2 separate regions of the Mus musculus genome follow, and region 1 is linked to region 2. A link is a contact called in public HiChIP or PLAC-seq data. All regions are on one chromosome and are shown on one strand. Each heading gives the region's core, a stretch centred on a gene start, on an enhancer-like site or on the middle of the called end of the contact. The rest is flanking DNA. Distances are from core to core; before and after follow the strand shown. Region 1 holds the start of Mcfd2 (multiple coagulation factor deficiency 2). Region 2 overlaps Prkce (protein kinase C, epsilon).

What was found. HiChIP or PLAC-seq counts read pairs in DNA pulled down with a chosen protein or histone mark.
Region 1: a contact with region 2 is called in an H3K27ac HiChIP or PLAC-seq map of extraembryonic endoderm stem cells, with 6 times the contacts expected there. The contact joins the promoter of Mcfd2 here to the enhancer-like site in region 2. A contact is called at or near these places in 11 of 39 promoter capture datasets (the 3T3-L1 cell line, 3T3-L1-derived adipocytes, the HPC-7 cell line and 7 more), 24 of 484 Hi-C or Micro-C datasets (the G1E-ER4 cell line, the HL-1 cell line, the HPC-7 cell line and 11 more), 5 of 115 datasets of contacts at active chromatin or transcription factors (acute myeloid leukemia, embryonic forebrain, extraembryonic endoderm stem cells and 2 more) and 1 of 9 other capture datasets (liver).

What each region holds. Positions count from the first base shown.
Region 1 is chr17:87,263,434-87,269,165 of GRCm38.p6, forward strand. It overlaps Mcfd2 (multiple coagulation factor deficiency 2), which reads right to left and starts at 2,514. Exons shown (of 4, transcript NM_139295.3): 1 at 2,402-2,514.
Region 2 is chr17:86,492,492-86,498,023 of GRCm38.p6, forward strand. It overlaps Prkce (protein kinase C, epsilon), which reads left to right. Exons shown (of 15, transcript NM_011104.3): 9 at 730-929; 10 at 3,447-3,620. Among named protein-coding and RNA genes, the nearest start is that of Gm30284, 50 kb to the left of the region's middle. Within about 2 kb of position 2,565, at least 26 of the 459 cell types and tissues checked have an H3K27ac peak or open chromatin away from gene starts, as enhancers often do. A contact at or near this core is called in acute myeloid leukemia, extraembryonic endoderm stem cells and liver, where this site is marked.

The sequences.
Region 1 (5,732 bases), core at 1,264-3,763, 770 kb after region 2:
TAATAAGCACAGGAACTTTGAGTTCAGGTTAGCCTCTCTTCAGTATAAAAGCCAAGAACCTCTGAGCTTGCGTCGTCGGCAAGTTCCCAACATGAAAGCTCAAGAAATACCAGCTCCAGGAAGTCAGAAGGAATCCCACAAAGCACGGGGACGACAAGAGGCAGGGCCTGCCACTTGCCAGATTCAACTGTTCCCAGTCAAAAAGGACACATTGCATCATCCACACTCCAGTTACTTAGTTCAAGGCCATGGGCACAAGGCCTGGAAAGATAAGCCCCAAGGGTTCCCTGGCTCACTCACCTTCAGGAAACGGCAAAGGCCAAGCTAGAGAAAAACCCAACTAAGGGAGAGGCTGACAACTGACTTCCCTTTTCTAAAGACCCCCATGTACAGAGACTCTTCTTGATGGGCCTGGAGTCTTAGAAACTTGACTATCTTATGTTGACTACTTATATATTCTTGACTGAAAGGCTGTTGCTCATCCTTTGGAGAAGGTCATCTTCAACAGAATGAGCAACTCTGGGAGAGACACACACAGCAACGAAAGAGGAAAAGGATATTGCTAAGCTCAGCAGACCACCACCACTAACCCTGTCGGTATGATCAGTGGGGTATGATCGGCGGCGGCAAGCAGATCGTCTGGAAACCAGAGAGGGCTGTAGAAAACAATCAGGGCCTTAGCATGAGTCTGACAGGGCAATGCTGACCTGCCTCAGAGCCTTGACTCCAACAGGGCTCCTCTCACTGCTCCGGACGCCTCTGTTGCCACTGTGTCTGGTCATTCCTCCTAGGCCCGGTTCAGATGAGACGTAAAGACTCTTGTGGTTAACACCCCTTGCTTCCTTGTCTGTTTCTTCCTTCCTATCTTTCCTTCTCCTCTTTCCAAAGGTCAGGATCTGTGTTCTCTCATTTGTGAACTGAACAACGCTGAGCTGGCGTGGGACGTGGTCAGAATGGGGTGAGAAGAAACACAGTACTTAAGTCTCTATCTCAGAGGCCCTGGCCTAAGGCTGAGCTCTCCCTTTGCAGCACTCCTGCCCACCCTTCCTTCCCACTGGGCCATTATTCCTATCAGGGAGTGGGCTTTCCTCCTAGCAGCTGTTGGCAGCCTTCAGAGGCTCTTAGTTGGGAATTTACATTCAAAGCAATCACATTTGACAACACCCCAGACATCCTGTTACACGGAGCCAAGGCCAACTGACTAGTGCTTCCTAGTTGTAGTCATCTCCATGCTCTTGAAGTCCAAGTAACCAGCAAGTTTCTGGGTTACAGAAAGCCCCCACATGGGCTGAGGTTGAAAACTTGTCCTGAATAGGCTGGTGTTTAATAGTCTGGTCCATTTGTTCACTGGGGGATTCCAAAGGAATGCCATGCTACCCTTATAACTAACATTTAACTAAGAGCCTAGTTACATAGGGAGAGCAGAGCTGTGAAGGCTGTGAGAACAGTCAGACGCCTCTCGACAGCAAAACACAGGTCACTAAAGAGGCACTCCAGGGGTATCACACACACCCCCATCCACAGAAAGCATGAGAAGAAATATTTCAACCCAAAGCAAAGCACGCCCCTCCATATGGCAGTGAACACCTAAACATGACTTAAGTCCAATCCAGAATATTCAGATGAGGAGGGGCAGGTCTTGAGTAAAGTACAAAGACAGTGAGTGAGTCACAACAGGCATTGCAGGAAGGAAAGAAGAGCTTGGAAGGGCAATGAGAATCCACAGAAGGACCTGGGAATGGGGCAGGGTGGCTGAGCGTGTCTCTACCTCCCCTGTACTGGACACGTTGAGGAGGGTCAATCAATATTAAAGGAGCAGAAAAGAGAGCTGATTGCTAAGGCAAGGTGTCTGGAAAAGTGAGAGTTTTGAATAGGTTCAATGTATTTGATGAGTGTAGGTAAGAGTGACGCCCAGGCCTCTGGTTTGGGCATATGTGTGGATGGAGGTGCCATGTCCCAGAAAGGGAAAACGAGACAAACGAGCATCCCTTGTCTACCTAACCTCCTAGGCTCAAACTAGCCAACCCTGTCGAGACAACAGGACCTGTGGGTCTGCCCCGAGGAAGGTGGGGGAGCCAGAGGCAGATGGAGTAACGCCTGAGACCCGCGTGCTTCCAGGCCAGCCAGGGTCCGTGTCCAGCCCACACAGCTGGCCCTACAGCCTAGTACTGAGACTCCCAGCAATGGGGTGAGCGCAAACAACAGCGCGGTGCTCAGCCGGGCAGACACGTCTGGCCCCCGAAACCCTCTCGGAAGACAGGCTGCCTCCGTGGGCCACAGGTCCCGCTGCGCCCTGAAGGTCCGCATCCTCCACCCCGCCACCCGGGCCTCCCATTCTCGAGCCCCAGGCCGACCGACCTCTGCCCCGAGGGTCAGGCCTCCGGCCCGTGGGTTCGCTCACCCCGATAATCCCCGACGCAGTCGCGAAGCACTCCAACGTGAACCTTGCCAGCTGCCGTCCCTGGGACGCTTTTCTCCGCACGCCGGTCCCGCCCCTCGCCCAGCCGCGCACGCGCACAGCCTCCCGCCCGCCCACCAACGCTGCCGGCCCCGCCCCCTGTGCGACCCGATCCAGTGGATCCACGTGTCCCCTGTGGCTGGCGCGGCCAGACCCGCCTCCCGAGGGCGACACCCTACTGCTAGGGCCCTGGGGAGGCCAAGAGGCGAGCTGGTTGCTAGGCAAACCTGAGGCTCCGGAACGTGGCTCACCGTGGGTTGTGGGCTGCAGGATCCGGAGGAGGCGGACTCCGAAGCTGGCCAGCCTCACCTTCTCTATACTTTGACGGATATCCTTGCTTCCACTACAAACTGAGAGAGTAAAACCCCTAACTCCTGTCCCAGTGAGGCAGCCGGTACTTCTCGGGGATCCTGCGTTTCCAAGACTGACCTGCTTCCATTTTCTTTTTGCTCCATTCCCTGAGCCGCAGCCTCAAGATCCAGCTAGTAAAGTTCCTGAAATCGTCTGGTTTTGTTGTTTTCTTTGAGAGAAGACAATATATTTAAAAAAAAAAAAAAAAAAAAGGATCCTGCCCTTTGATATTAACAAAATTGTCTTTCAGTGAATGTGTATAGATACAGATAGATATATGAGCTTAGGACTGTACATTTTAAAATTCCTTCTCTCCTTTGTATCTTTGAAGATACATAATCGTATTTTTTTTAGATGCACCTACATCAAAGATGGAGAGAGATTATATCAAAGCCCACCCCCACCCCCTCTTCCTTGTAGCCTTGAAAATTGCCCAACAGCACCGTTTTTGTCTCTTTGTCCCACTTTCCAAGATTAAGATTTCAACATTATCCATAGGGAGAGAAAGCCTCTTTCAAGAGTCCCTAAGATATTGCATCTCATTCCATCTCATTCTGAAGGTTAGATTAATTTGGTCCAGTTCATTCTGGGTACCCTGTAGTTGACTGCATTGTACCTACGATCCTTTGTCCTGGGAGCTACAAATGCAGGCAGTTTATGAAGCTCAGTAAGTAGAGACTGGACCGAGGGTAGCCTGGAGCATTCTTCACCTCACACCTCCTAGACTTTTTGTTTTGTTGCTGATTTGGTGTTTTGATTTTTCGAGACAGGATCTCTCAGTGTAGCCCTGGCTGTTCTGGAACTTGCTCTGTAGACCGGGCTGCCCGCAGACTCAGATCCATCTGCTTCTGTCTCCCAAGTGCTGGGATTAAAGGTGTGTGCCACCACTGCCCTGCTCAGACTTTTTTCTAATAAGCACTTGCCACCAAGCCAGATACTCCACCTTCTCTGTGGATGCTAGCTTTTGTCATCTTTCTCTTTCTACTGGATCATTCTTACCTGCATAGATGCTTGCCCTCTGGTTCTTTCCTACAATGCTATTGAAATGGCCATCTCCATGCAAACCAGGTCTCTTCTGACTTGCTTATTCCTCGAAGTCAAACATGGCTCCCATTGTCTCCTTTGTTTGAATGCTGTGGAGGTGGGTTTGAGTTCTGCTATGCTCAAGCTATGCTCAGTGTGACACACAGTCTCCTGCTGCCTGCTGATCAAGATGCAGAACTCTCAGCTCCTTCTCCAGCACCATGTCTGCCTAGATGCTGCCATGCTTCCCACCTTGATGATAATGGACTGAACCTCTGAAACTGGAAGCCAGCCCCAGTTAAATGTTGTCCTTTGCAAGAGTTGCTGTGGTTATGGCATCTCTTCACAGCGATTAAAAACCCTAAGGCACAGCCACACTTTGAAGCATTTTTTTTTTCTTTCCTGACAACTATGCTTGTTGTTCTCCGGTCTGTCCTCCTGGCATCGCATCCTCTGCTCAACGTACGAAAAGAGGGCGCCATGGTGCTGAGTACTCTCATCTAGTGATTTCATCTAGTCCTGTGCTTGAAAGGCCAGTTGCATGCAAACAACTCCCTAAAGGTTTTGTATGTGCATATGTAATATGTTTGCATGTGTCCACGTGTGTGAGAGCATTTGCTTATGTATGGATGCTATAAATCTATACTGAATGTCTTCTTCTGACCCTCTTCTGCCAGGGTCTCTCGAACCTGGCATTTGTCAGTTTGGCAAGGCTAGCTGCCCAGCCATGAGCTCCATGAATCTTCCTGTCTCCGAGACCCCCTCTTCCATCACTGAGATGACAGACACTTTCGACCATGCCAGGCTTTTATGTGGGTGCCAGCGGCCCAAGGTCAGGTCTTCTGATTGTATGGCAGTACTTTCCCAAGTGAGCCATCTTTCCTGTAATTCTTGGTACCTCTAAATAACGGCCTCCTTGTCAGCTCCATTTGATGGCTAACTGGAATCTTAAGCTTAAGGACCCCTTGTAAAACTTGACCCTTCCCCTCAAACCCATGCCAGTCTTGTCTATGGTAGCCATATCACTGATATCCACTTGGTTATTTGAGTTGAAATTCTTGGAGGTCTTCATGATTCTGTTACCTTTGTATACCTTTGAGCAAATCTCCTTGTGCTATCAAAATATAAAACTTTAAAACACATTTTACACCTCTAGTTTCTCGTGGTTCTACTGCTAGGAGCCGCCATGGAGCCACGAAGGGTGTCTCAGAGATGGCCCACATGATCTGTCTGCTTCCATCCATTTTTGCCCAAGCTTGGTCTATGGCAGAGACACTACCTCTGTGACTTTTGAGGTTGCTGTTCTGCAACGTGTGACAAATCCAATTAGAGGTTAAGGAACTGACAGTGGGACTGGAAATTTGGTGACCCTCTTTTAACAGTCGTGAAACAGCCCAAGTGGCTGTCTGTCACTTGCTGGACCTTGAACACAGTCCACACGCCAGACAGTTGTATTCTAAGAGAACTATCTAGAACGTTGGTGAGTATTGACCTTTCTTAGGAACTTTCTGCAGAGTCCTTCAAAGGAATGGCAGATCAGGTTAGAAACTGTTGGCTTTGAAAGCACAGATTAGAGAGGATCTTGGTCTACAGTCTGTGAACTGAACTGGCCAGGAGGCTCCCCGGAGCCGAAGCCTTGCTGTGGGATTGAAATGACCGATTTCTTTTGTGTGCTTAAGTTCCAACGAGCACAAGTGGAGACAGAAAGAAAGAAACTTCATTATGAGAAGACTGAGGCCCCAAGTAGACAGCAAATAGGTAGCACGACTTTCTGCAGACATGATTTTTGAATTGCCAGAAAGTGATGTATTGTCTGTGGAGAGGACTCCACCGCAGGGAGAGAGGGATGAGAATAACCTCAATTTATAACTCTCAGTGTTGCTGTGAGTGTTCAAACTGT
Region 2 (5,532 bases), core at 1,315-3,814:
TCACATACTCCAGAAGGCCACAAGACTGTCTCGTAGTTGAGAAATTGTACTGCGGAATTCCTGACCCAGCAGAGATAAGTTTGTGGCATGCCATTGTGGGAAACTAATCTTTGTTAATGATAAGCCTGTGGCTCATTCTATTGGGTAGCTTCGTGTGGGGCAAGTGCTCAGCATAAAGCCAACCTCAAGGCTAAGTAAAGGCGTTTAGAAAAAACAAAGGCTTCCTAGATGTTGTTTTCAAGTTCTTTTGGTTCTAGTTCACAGCCCCCGCGAGTGAGTGAGTGAGTGAGTGAGTGAGTGAGTGAGTGAGTGAGTGATTCTGTCACCAGGAACGCCTGTGAGGGTGACTTCTGAGTGTTCTCATCTTCAAAGGAAAGTTGAAGGGAAGGGTGCCTTGTTGCCCCTGAGTCTGCAGAGATCCAGGGAAGGCATGTAGTCTCACCACACCGAAATTATGGACAAGGTTGCTAGGCCTTCAGAGGCCTTTGGTGGCAATGAGTCCCAACAGATCGGGAACTGTGTCTTCCTCGTCTTTGCAGATTGACGCCTTGTTGTACCTTAGGTACTGAAAGAAACATGTTAGACAGATGGAGGAACCTACAGGATGCCCCTGGGTCTGCCGCCGCCACGAAGAAATGAAGGATGATCATGGGTCCTGAAGGTTGAGTCTTAATGTAAATGGCTCATGAGGTGTGTCCTAATCCAGTTCCTTTTTACCTTTGGCCCTAGAACTAAAAGAACTTGAAAACAACATTCGGAAGGCCTTGTCATTTGACAACCGAGGAGAGGAGCACCGAGCGTCGTCGGCCACCGATGGCCAGCTGGCAAGCCCCGGAGAGAACGGGGAAGTCCGGCCAGGCCAGGCCAAGCGCTTGGGGCTGGATGAGTTCAACTTCATCAAGGTGTTGGGCAAAGGCAGCTTTGGCAAGGTCTGTGGGCATCACCGTAGGATTCAGTAGTTCTCACTTATCAAATGGGGAAAAGAGGCAAAGAGGGAGGGAGGGAGGGAGGGAGGGAGGGAGGGAGGGAGGGACCACACTGAGCAGTTTCATGTGTTAGCATGTCCCTTCTTCCCAACTGTCAACTCCATGTGCACATTTCTTCCTTTGTGCAGAGAGCCATGTGAAATCCCGCTTTCTCAGTAGGAAAACCTTAAGCATGAGCTCTGAGCGTCTGTCCTTGGTGGACTCCAGGTTCAGAGCAAACCTTGCTGTGTAGGACTCTGGAAGCTGAATGTCCTTAACTGATTTTCCTGGTGCTTGCTAACCATTCTGCTCTTCTTCTCCACGTGAGAGGAGAGCTGGATAATTGTGTAGTGGATCCGGGCCTTTGCCCTTGAGGGCATTTCCCCCAGATCTCTGCTGCACTCTATGCCTTGTGGGGCTGTGCCCACCAGTGATGGTCCTGGCAAAATGCAAAGAGCCCAGAAAAATGAGGGGCATTTCAGATATCTGTCTATCTGTCTCCTTGTCTGTCTTAATACCGTGCCTGGTGTAGCAGTTAGGTTCTCTCATTTGTGCTGGGCTCTGGGAAGCAGCCAGGAGTGAAAGGCCTAATTCACCATTCCAAGGCCATTCTGAGGGAAGGCTCCGTGAAGCCCTCAGGCACAGGGCCTGCCTCTGCAGGCACTCACCTGCCCTATCTGTCCCGAGATCACCTGGCAGGGAGGTTACTGAAATTTCCTCAGATGGCAACTGCTGAATCGATCACATTCTTTAAAAACTAGCTTAATAAGAAACAGACCCCAGGCCTCTGGTTTACGTGTGGCTCTGGCTTAGGCTATGAGCAGGGCTAGGTCTGAATCTGAGCAGGATTCTAGGGAACTGAGCATGCTCAGAACTCCCAGGTCTGCACGTAAGGTAGACAGGATAGGGGTCCTGAAGACTCTGAGCGCTTAGCTGGCTTCTTAGGCAAAATCACACCATCGCAAGCAGCTTGGAGCCCGTTTTACATAGGCTGTATTTTGTAGGTGACAGAATCCGCACCCTCTCAAGTTCCTTGGGTTATGTTCGGTTTACTTTGACGGCAACATTGGAATAGCATTCTTCAAAGTTCCCAGGAAGGAGAATGACCTGCAACTATTTGGAGATAAATGAAAACGCCAACTGATAGGCAAATGCCAAGAAAACAGACTCCCCATAAGCCCTCAGGGGAAGGAATTGTGTCTTTACCTGCAGCACTGTGGATAAAACTGTAAAGGCAAACACAGGGCACGATTAAGTACACACAGATAAAGAGGTTATGTTCAGTAAGAAAAGATAGCAGCAGCTTGTCATGAAGCAGGCAAGGGAGGGCCAGTGCGGAGAGCAAGAGGTTTGTCTTTATGTCTCTTATGTGTACCGACTTAGAAGTAACAACCCCAAATAACTAGACAGAGGAGAAAACTCTCCCACAAAGAGAATCGACTGGAAAATAAATCTCCCAGGAAGGTAGACTGCAAGTTGAAAGCAGAGTCAGGGTAATGTCTCCCGTTTGTCAAGGAAGAGGAAGCAAGCCAACAGAAGGGGAAGGTGAAAGCGGCCCCATGCTCAGAGACGCTATTCTCTGAAGTAGCCCTCTTAAAAACCAGGAAATGTGGGCTGCAGAGATGGCTCAGCAGTTAGGGGCACTGTCTGCTCTTCTAGAGGTCCTGAGCAACCACGTGGTGGCTCACAACCATCTGTAATGGGATCCGATGCCCTCTCCTGGTGTGTCTGAAGACATGTACTTATATAAGTAAATAAACAAGTCTTTTTTTAAAAATCGGGAAGTGTGTAAAATGTTCAACCCTTTAGTTCTAAAACTATCTATTTCAAGGATATAATGCCAAACAAAATTTTAAATTGTGTCCAAAAGCACTCAGCGCAACTTATATAGAACTTAATTGGGTATAACTTGTTTCTAATATGAAGGAGATAGCAGAATCAATTATAGTGTATTTACTTTGAACTGAGTACCAGCAATCATGATAGAGATGAAGACTTTATAGGAAAATACATATAACATATTGCTTCTTCTGAAAGTCTGTATGTGTGTGTGGTATGGTGGGGCACACCTAATATTTTAGCATTTGGATGAAACAGAAGTGTCATGAGTTCAAGACCAACATGGGCTACATAGTGGGAACTGTCAAAAGAAATGAAGAAAGAGGGAAAAGGCGAGAAGAGAAAGATACAAGGGAGAGATAGGAAGCACGCTACATTTGTTCTCTGATAATTACAGTATCACTAGTGGAGATGAAGATATGAATAATTAGCCCCTGTGCATTAAACTTCTCTTACCTGAGCACTGTGCCAGAGATTTAAAAAAAAAAAACCCCTTAGGTAGTTTCCCTAAACGTTTAAAATGTTAGCTTCCTAAACATCTTCATTAAAAATGAAAGAAAGAAACAATTGACACTTAGATATTTGACATCATTTGGTTCTGTGGGTGTGAAGACTGACCAGATGTGTTAAAACTGGTTGCAGGTCATGTTGGCGGAACTCAAAGGCAAAGATGAAGTCTACGCTGTGAAGGTCTTGAAGAAGGACGTTATCCTACAAGACGATGATGTGGACTGCACAATGACAGAGAAGAGGATTTTGGCTCTGGCTCGGAAACACCCTTATCTAACCCAACTCTATTGCTGCTTCCAGACCAAGGTATGCTTAAGAAGGGGCTGGCCAGCTGACCTCTTGGGTAGTATCGTGGCATCTAACACACAGAATCTAAGCTATCAGAAACCACTTTTGACCGTCTGCGTACCTCTCTCCAAGACTTAGTGTGGTGGAGTGGATTTTACCCTTGCAGAGATAGGCGTTCGATTGAACACCATATGTGTGTCTGTGCAGGGATGAAAGATCGATAGTGCACTTTCAGATTGTGGCAACTCAAAGCCAAATGGTCAACCCCAGTGTTGACTCATTGGAAAAACCAACAGATGCGGTGTAAACCCGGTTCCAGCTCTTTTCAATCAACAGTAAGATTGCTTCTAGGCTGCTTCAGCTCAAAAGAAGAAAAAAAAAAAAAGCAAAAGCTACCTTCATCCTTCTACCTTGTGTGATGTCATAGGAGATGTTGAATCTAAACAAATGCTTGGAATTCCACAGTGAAATCCAACCATATAAAAGTTACCTGGCTGCCAGCAGGTGGCAGTAAAGGATGAGTGTGTGTATGGACATTGTAGCACACACCCACACCCATCTGATTTGGTATTATTCTTACAGAAACAGCACATGTTCTTCATAAAAATTCTTATTTTATTTTCCTTTTTGGAAATGCGTATGGGAGAAAGTCTTCTAGGATGCATTGTGAATCTGTAGTATTTGTGTGCTTTAGAAGGCAATCCAGACTGGGTCCTAGACAGTGAAGGGTGACATGTATGTAGGTGCTCGTGTGTGTGTGTGTGTGTGTGTGTGTGTGTGTGTGTGTGTGTGTGTATGTGTGTGTATGTGTGTGCGCATGTGCACACGCATACATGTGTTCTATATGCTAGGTCCTGGTGAACAAGACCCCGTTCCTGCCATCAGAAACTTGACAGCCTCTTTGCTCCAGCCCCCACCCTTACCCCTGAGGCAGTTTCTGAGAACCCTGCTTGTCTGAGGAGCTTTAGGAATGGGAGACTCTGTGGCCTGAGCTCCCATCCAGTAGTCTCAGGTCACATTAGCTCACTGGAGTCCCGGAAGAGTCCTGCAGCGTACCAAGAAAGATTACCTTAGTTTAATCCACAGTTGCCCAATTATTTTGGTCCCGACTCTCCCCCATCAACCCACGCATGACATCAGTAAGCAACACTGATCTAGGAAAGTTTTCCTCTCCTTCTGATGGCATCAGAAATGAGAACCACCTGAAAGGGCCTGGCCACTCTGCGGCTTATTTTTCAGGAACACCAGGGTTGCTTTCTCTATGAAACTGTCCTCAGAGACCCTGCTTCATAAAAATCTGTTTCTTTTCTGAGAAGCCTCAGATTGGTGGCTAAGTCATTTCTCTTTCAAACTTGTGTTGTGTAACACCAAACAGATTAGTGTGAGTTCATGTTTGTGTACAAATGCAGAGTCCAGTGTGGCAGAACAAGTGCAGAGATGGGTTTGGCGTTGTTCTCCCACTACAGCTTGGCTACTGTGGTTTTGGTTTTGAGATGGGGCCCCATTCTGAAGTTCAGTTCATTACTAGCCTGGAACTCGGGACAGTCCTGCCTCCACCTATTAAGTCCTGGCATTATAGGCACGAGCCACCATATCTAACTCATTTAGAACTTAATTCAAGATCAAAGAGAAAAGTATCAGGTGTGATATGTCTTTATTGTCTGTGGTTCTTTTCACATGGGCTTACATTCAGTAGTTTTAAGTTTTGTCTTAAAAGCAATAACAACAAAACCACTTAGTCTACTTTTTTCTTTGTATCATTGAAAAAATTGTTTCAGAGAACCAACAGTTGTGTGTGTGTGTGCGCGCGCGTGTGTGGTGGGTATTGGGAATTGAACTTAGAATCTCATGCCTGCCTTGAAGTAGGTGCTGGGTGTGGGGTTATCAGCGGGACACAGATTTGCCTGAGGAAGGATGACTGGGTGACTGG